Linked DNA regions of Ovis aries: region 1 is linked to region 2. The links are chromatin contacts, called in public Hi-C maps. All regions are on one chromosome and are shown on one strand. Each heading gives the region's core, a stretch centred on a gene start, on an enhancer-like site or on the middle of the called end of the contact. The rest is flanking DNA. Distances are from core to core; before and after follow the strand shown. Region 1 holds the start of SLC17A6 (solute carrier family 17 member 6). Region 2 overlaps GAS2 (growth arrest specific 2).

Region 1 (3,427 bases), core at 796-3,295, 420 kb before region 2:
AGAACCTAGTGAAATTTTAAGCACTAAATAATTATTTTTAAAATGAATAAATGAATATTAGCAGTAATTCTGATTCAAACACTTACCCTTTCATCAAGAGAATGGAGAAGAGCCAAATGACAAAGATTTCAATGAGGTGAATGTAATTATTTTACACTACAAACAATGCTTTTGTGTTGGATTTGTATCGCATATATATGACACTGAGCAATCAGGTTTGCTAGTGATTTAGATCTCTAGTTATTTGGGCTGAAACTTAGGCAGGAATTCTTAGAAAAATCATTTTTTATATCACCATCTTAACTTCACAAAAATTTATCTGACTTCTGTTTTGTATATAATTTTCTGGAATTTCAAGATCACTGAAATCCCTAAATGAATTAAATTTAATGAATTTGGTCATGAAAGATTTGAAAAACAGATACTTTGAAAAGCACTAGATGAGTCAAGTCCTGATAAGCTGGAAGAAGGTTGTTTGGAATAAGGTAGTTTAATGTTTCCCCCCTTCTTTTTATGGTTGATCACCTTTGGGGATGGATACTGTTTTGAGGCATTCCAGAGTTTTAGGAAAATCTTGTTTAGTATACTAATAGAATATATATATACACACATACAAATGCACATCAAAATAAGAGAAAGATGCCCTCCAGTTTCCTTTCTTTTATTATATTCTTAATAAAATATAATTTGATAAATGTTAAATTTAATAATAGCAGATGGCCTCAGCTACTTTTGAAATTTTTCCACTATCCATTCAGTACATGCATATTCATTGTTTTATTTGGCCTATCTGGAGAATATTCTTACATGATTCTGTATTTAGATGCATATTTCTGAGACTTGGTACCAGAATCCCTAAGAAAAATCTACTCCCCCTGTTGGTTTAAAGGAAATTCAAGGATTTTGACTTTGAGAATGTAGCTCAAGGACAATCTGTTTTGTAACTATTTGCCTGAATTACATCTAAGAGGTTTGTGATTCATGTCAAATGCATTAATAATTAACATTAATCTTGCATATTTCCTCACTTTGCTTAATGAAGTAGATTCATTGGTGCCATACTTACATACCTGAGAGCAAATGCCTTTCACGAATGTCACTGTAATTCTGCTTTAGAAGAAGATGTTACAAAATAAAAAATTTATATTTGAAAAGATTGTAATTTAAAATAAATCTTGAAAGTATCATCAGCAACAATTTGTTTAAAAGCACAAGGTGTAGCCACAAATGTCCTCAATATATTGATATTTTAGTACTGTGTGTGCTGAAAATTAGTTAAAAGTGAAGAAGCATACAATTCCAAGGAATTTATATTAAACTGCTTGTCTTTTATTCAACCAAGATCACTGAGGAACAACTATTCTTTAAAAAAAAAAATTTCTCTACTCTCTCTCTCTCTCCCTCTCTCTGCCTTTTTCTGTCTCTATTATTCCTTTTTCTTGCTTCCTCCTTCTCTTTCTTCCTTTCTACCTTTTTTTTTTCTCTTACCTTTCAGGGGTTAAAACAAAATATATGAACAATATAATTATGCAGTTTGTGTATATATAATTTATATTAAAGGGAGCCCATGTGCCCCAAATCCCACAAACATACGTAAAATATGTTGTAATCTTCCTTCCCTGAAACAGTCAGAGTTGGCATCAGCATGCTGGGCACAATGTAGCAAACTAGAAGTAACTTGTCAATTTTTAATAAAATCTTTCTCCCTTGCAGAGCTAAATGCACCATTCTCCCTGAAAACCCTGGCGACGATGACATCTTCTCACTTGGTTTCCATAGCATCCATTCCTGAATCCCCAGTATGGTCCTTGGTCAGGGCCATCCTTCCAGTTCCCCTAGAAAGTTGGCAACCTGACCAGCCAAAAGAAACCGCCCCTTTTCCGAAGACTTACTCTGTCCGTGGTGCTGAACCATTTTGCCAAGAAGCGCCCAGACGGGCGCTGTCAGCGGTGCTGAAAAAAATCTTTCCTGACGCTGCCCAAATCACAACAGTGTATCTGTTATTTACTCACGTCCTCAAAGAGCAGCAAGCTTTCTCCATCTTAATTCGACTCTACCGCAGAGCAGAGTTTGCGCTGGCGTGATGGGAGGAGATCATGGGCAAGAAGGGAAAACTAACAGCGGCATCGCTCACCTGAGACCTAAGATGCTCCCATGAGTTTCGGAGGTGCTCTGCTTCTTACAGCAAAGGCACCATTTTAAAAAGTACTATTCTTTTGACTTCGTCCTTACACAAGATTTCTGTGATATTTCCACCCGCGTTAGAAAGGCAGAGGGTTTGTCAGCAACAAGGCTTTTAAAACCGAGGATTTACATTGTTTTCGAGAGGACTGACTTCCAGGACAAGGAGTCATCTGCACCCGCTCAAATACCATGGCACTGCGTGCGCCCTTTGCCACCGGATCCTCCCCTTCCAATGAGACTTTCTGATTGTGTCTACCAACTCTCCTATTAGGAAACCCGTGGGTTGCATGCAGCTATTCTGTTGTATTCTCGTTCTCACTCTCCCTCCCCTCTCTCACTAGCACTCTAGCAAGAGGCACACCGATACCATTCTGCTGAGGAGGAGAAAAAAAAAAAAAAACACCTACAACTACCTTAAGCGATTAAGACAATATGCGCAACTCTCGCCTTTCATAGCGATCTCTGTTTAAATCTGGCAAGAGCCGACACCAAGCTTTGCAAGAATGGAGTCGGTAAAACAAAGGATTTTGACACCAGGAAAAGAGGGGCTAAAGAATTTTGCTGGAAAATCCCTCGGCCAGATCTACAGGTAAGGGAAAGCAAACCTATGTTTGCCTGGGACTCAGCATGAAAAAAAAAAAATCTGCAGAGCTATTTCCTTAAACCCTGGTTGCTTAGATATTGTAATACGATCAGAAAATCTTTCTTTTTGCTCATTGCTGAAGTGAGGCTGCTCTGGAAACCTACTTATTAATTCAGGAATGTTGCACTAAATTAACCTGTCTGCTGTTTGTGTGTGTGTCTGTGTGATTTTTGCTGTGGTACCTGCAGATTCTTATCCTTTCCTACTGAGGATTTATCCTTTTTACAATTGAGAAATGACCTGCACCTGTTCAAAGAGCCTTTCTTTTGTTGCTTATAGTGACACCAAATTAAATTCCTTTAATGCAGAAAAAGGAAAAAATAACACAACCACCTAAAAAATTAATAAAATTCTGAAGAGTAGTGGCAGAAAGAAAGCTGGGTTTTAGTTTCAAAACCACTTAGAGAATCCCCCAGTGGAATCTTCCTTCTGGAGTGAAGGAATAATCAAAATATATCAATAATTGATAGCAATAGCAGTTCCTCTTTGTAAATCTGAAACAATGTATATATATTTTTAATTATTTGATCTCTCTTAAATGTCTATTTCTTGTGTGGGAAATATCACAGTGCTTTTAAGAAGAGCCATAATAATAATCAG
Region 2 (3,579 bases), core at 416-2,915:
TTTCATCCACCTCATTAGAACTGACTCAAATGCACTCTTTTTAATGGCTGAGTAATACTCCATTGTGTATATATACCACAGCTTTCTTATCCATTCATCTGCTGGTGGACATCTAGGTTGCTTCCATGTCCCGGCTATTATAAACAGAGCTGCGATGAACATTGGGGTACATGTGTCTCTTTCAATTCTGGTTTCCTCAATGTGTATGCCCAGTGGTGGGATTGCTGAGTCATATGGCAGTTCTATTTCCAGGTTTTAAGGAATCTCCACACTGTTCTCCATGGTGGCTGTTCTAGTTTGCATTCCCACCAACAGTGTAAGAGGGTTCCCTTTTCTCCACACCCTCTCCAGCATTTATTTGAACCCATGTATCTTGCATCCCCTGTACTGGCAGGCAGATACTTTACCACCGCACCAAATTTCTATGAATGTCACCCTTGCATGGAAATGCTGTTTATGGAGATAGACAAAAACAGGTTGCTGCCTCTGTCACTGAAGTCACAAAATCACAAAAGGAATAGACCACAGATTGGATGGGATGTTAATGGCTTTGGTGGGCTGCAAGCTTGTGTCTCCTTCAGTGGCAAGCTTTACTTTCGTAACCTTCTCCACAACTATTTGGCATTTTCAGTTCTGTCTTTGAGGACTTATCAAAAAGTGAGAAAAGGCATCTCAAACTACTGAAAATGTGACTCTCATGGTCACTACCCTATGGATTCTCAACACTTGCTGCATATTAGAATAACCTGGAGACCTTTAAGAAAACTCCCCTTCATGAGAAATGCTTGATTTAATTAGCCTGGGGTAGGGCCTTCATTTTCCCATATGAATTATTTTTCCCTAACAGCAGGAAATGGGCACAAATTGTTTTTGCAACTGATGCAATACATTTATAGCACTTATCTCTGTTTGGTGAGGAAGAATAGAAATTAAGATAAAATCCCTAACCTCAAAAAGCTCACAGACTTTGGGCTCTCTGAAATGTATAATATGAATCTCGCTTCTGGTGCTCATTATGCTGTCTGACCCTGGCCAGGCTGTTTGATCTTCTTCATCCTTGGAAATTAAACTACAAAAGGAAAAAGCTAATACATTCCACATGAGATGATTAAAAGTATTAAGTAAGTGAGAAAATGCTCAACAAAGAGTGACAAATATGATCAACATCATTATTATAAATGACAGATGTATAATTTATATAATTGCATATAATATATGCAGTTTATGTTCATATATATAATTATATATATGCATACTCACATGTACACTGAATATTTGTTATGTAGAGAAACAACTATTTAAGAATACAAAAGATTTATTCAGAAAACAGGGGGCTTCCCTGTGGCTCAGATGTAAGGAATCTGCCTGCAATGCAGGAGACCCAGGTTTGATCCCTGATTTAGAAGGATCCCCAGAGAAGGAAATGGCAACCCACTCGTCTTCTTGCCTGGAGAATTCCATGGACAGAGGAGACTGGCAGGGTACACTGTTCAGAAAACAAAGGCAGCTTAATAACTTTAAGTCCAGTAAAAGAAATACATGGCATTGGTGAGAATTGTTGGGGAAATCATGTTTACTTCTTTTGTTCCAAGAGAATTTAGACAATGTTCAGGGGTGAAGCCATGCACTTATGTGCTGCTGCCACCTAGAGTCCAGATCTAACAACTGCAGTCTTGCTATGCCTTCCTTTCGTTGCCTGGTATTCAGGGTTGGAAACCGGCTTGGTACCTTGATAATCATTTTGAAACAGATGTTAAATGACATTGAAGTGTATCTGTAGGAATTTGTTTCCCTTCCCTTTTCAAGTATGTAATAGTGAATTCCTGCCGCCCCAAGCAGAATGGGTTACTGGCTTCTTGCTGGTCAGGTGACTTGTCTGTCTTTAATGTGTCAGGGCATATCTGCAACATGAAATGGTGTCTATTTCCTCCTCAGTTTTGTGTTTTAGCAAAGCATTGCTGATCTACAGGAAGAAGGAATGCTGTCAGCACTTGTCCTCTGTTACCACAATAAAATGTTTCTATTTTGTTGTTCAGGCACTAAGTTGTGTCCGTGGACTGTAGCACGCCAGACTCCTCGGCACACTGCCTCCCAGGGTTTGCTCAAATTCATATCCAGTTATTTCTATAGGAAAGTGTTATTTGGTGAGTTTTGCATGTTGTGTGATCTGATGAGAATTTTTTTTTTCTTAAACAGGAGTGGTTTCAATATGATTTGGCTTCATATGAAGAGCCATATGATAGAGAGCAAGGTTTCTTAAATTTGACGCAATTGACATAGTGGACCAGACAGTCCTTACTGTGGGGGGCTGTCCTGTGCCTTGTGCTGCTGCTGCTGCCAAGTCACAACTGTTCGAGGAGGTTTAGAAGCATCTGTGGCCTCTGCCTCCTAGATGCCAGAGCAACTCCCCCTCCTAGTGGAGAAAACCAAAAATGTCTCCAGAAATAACCAAATGCCCTTGGGTTAAGAAACACAAATGCGAAACCATATTATGGTAATTACGTACAAATAGGTGATTTTTATGCTTTTTAGTTTTTAAAATATTTTTTAAACTGGAGTACAATTGCTTTACAATGATATGCTAGTTTCTGTTATACAATCAAGTGAATCATAAACACACACACACATTATCCCCTCCTTCTTGGACTTCTTTTCCACCCCCTTCATCCCACCCTTCAAGGTCATCACAGAGCACCGAACTAAGCTTCCTGTGCTTTAAAGTGGGTTCCCACTAGCTAGCTATTTTATGATAACAATGACGCCCCCCCACCCCGCCCCGCCCACACGTCCATTCTCTACGTCTGTGTCTCTACTCACGTCTTGGAAATAGGTTCATCTGTATCGTTTTTCCAGATTTGGCACGTATGCATTAATGTACAGTACTTGCTCTTTTTGACTTCACTCTGACAAACTCCAGGTCCATCCATATCTCTACTGCTGCTGCTGCTGCTGCTAAGTTGCTTCAGTCGTGTCTGACTCTGTGCTACCCCAGAGACCGCAGCCCACCAGGCTCCCCCGTCCCTGGGATTCTCCAGGCAAGAACACTGGAGTGGGTTGCCATTTCCTTCTCCAATGCATGAAAGTGCAAAGTAAAAGTGAAGTCGCTCAGTCATGTCCGACTCCTAGCGACCCCATGGACTGCAGCCTACCAGGCTCCTCCATCCATGGGATTTTCCAGGCAAGAGTACTGGAGTGGGGTGCCATTGCCTTCTCCGCCATATCTCTACAAATGACCCAGTTTCATTAAGTCTAGTGTTTGCACTAGTTGGAGACAGATTATATGATGCCTGGTGAATTGTCAGCAAATTCAATCCATCTATTCATTGATTTTTTAAATTCAAATGAGTGGTCTGAATTTGAATCCCAGTTCTGCTACTTTCTAAATTTTGTGATTAAATAACTTAACATATCGAGGTTTAATTTTCTTCTACTCTAAACTGGAGAGTAGCTATATCTACTTCAAGAAATTAGTATGAAAATAAATGAGATGTCACATTTAAATCCTTAGCACAGTGTCTGCTAATTAGTAAGTACTCAATAATTATTTGTTATTGTTTAATAGATGTTTTTATTTAGTGC

What was found. A called contact is a pair of places that touch in the nucleus more often than the background predicts.
Region 1: a Hi-C map of hypothalamus shows a contact between it and region 2, with 4 times the contacts expected there. The contact joins the promoter of SLC17A6 here to the enhancer-like site in region 2. A contact is called at or near these places in 3 of 16 Hi-C or Micro-C datasets (hypothalamus, omental adipose tissue and skin fibroblasts).

What each region holds. Positions count from the first base shown.
Region 1 is chr21:20,006,619-20,010,045 of ARS-UI_Ramb_v3.0, reverse strand. SLC17A6 (solute carrier family 17 member 6) reads left to right here and starts at 2,045. Exons shown (of 12, transcript XM_004019439.6): 1 at 2,045-2,773. The coding sequence starts at 2,688. All of the region lies in intron 1 of LOC121817469 (a long non-coding RNA gene), which reads right to left.
Region 2 is chr21:19,586,582-19,590,160 of ARS-UI_Ramb_v3.0, reverse strand. All of the region lies in intron 7 of GAS2 (growth arrest specific 2), which reads left to right. Among named protein-coding and RNA genes, the nearest start is that of SVIP, 35 kb to the right of the region's middle. Within about 2 kb of position 1,665, at least 8 of the 54 cell types and tissues checked have an H3K27ac peak or open chromatin away from gene starts, as enhancers often do. A contact at or near this core is called in hypothalamus, where this site is marked.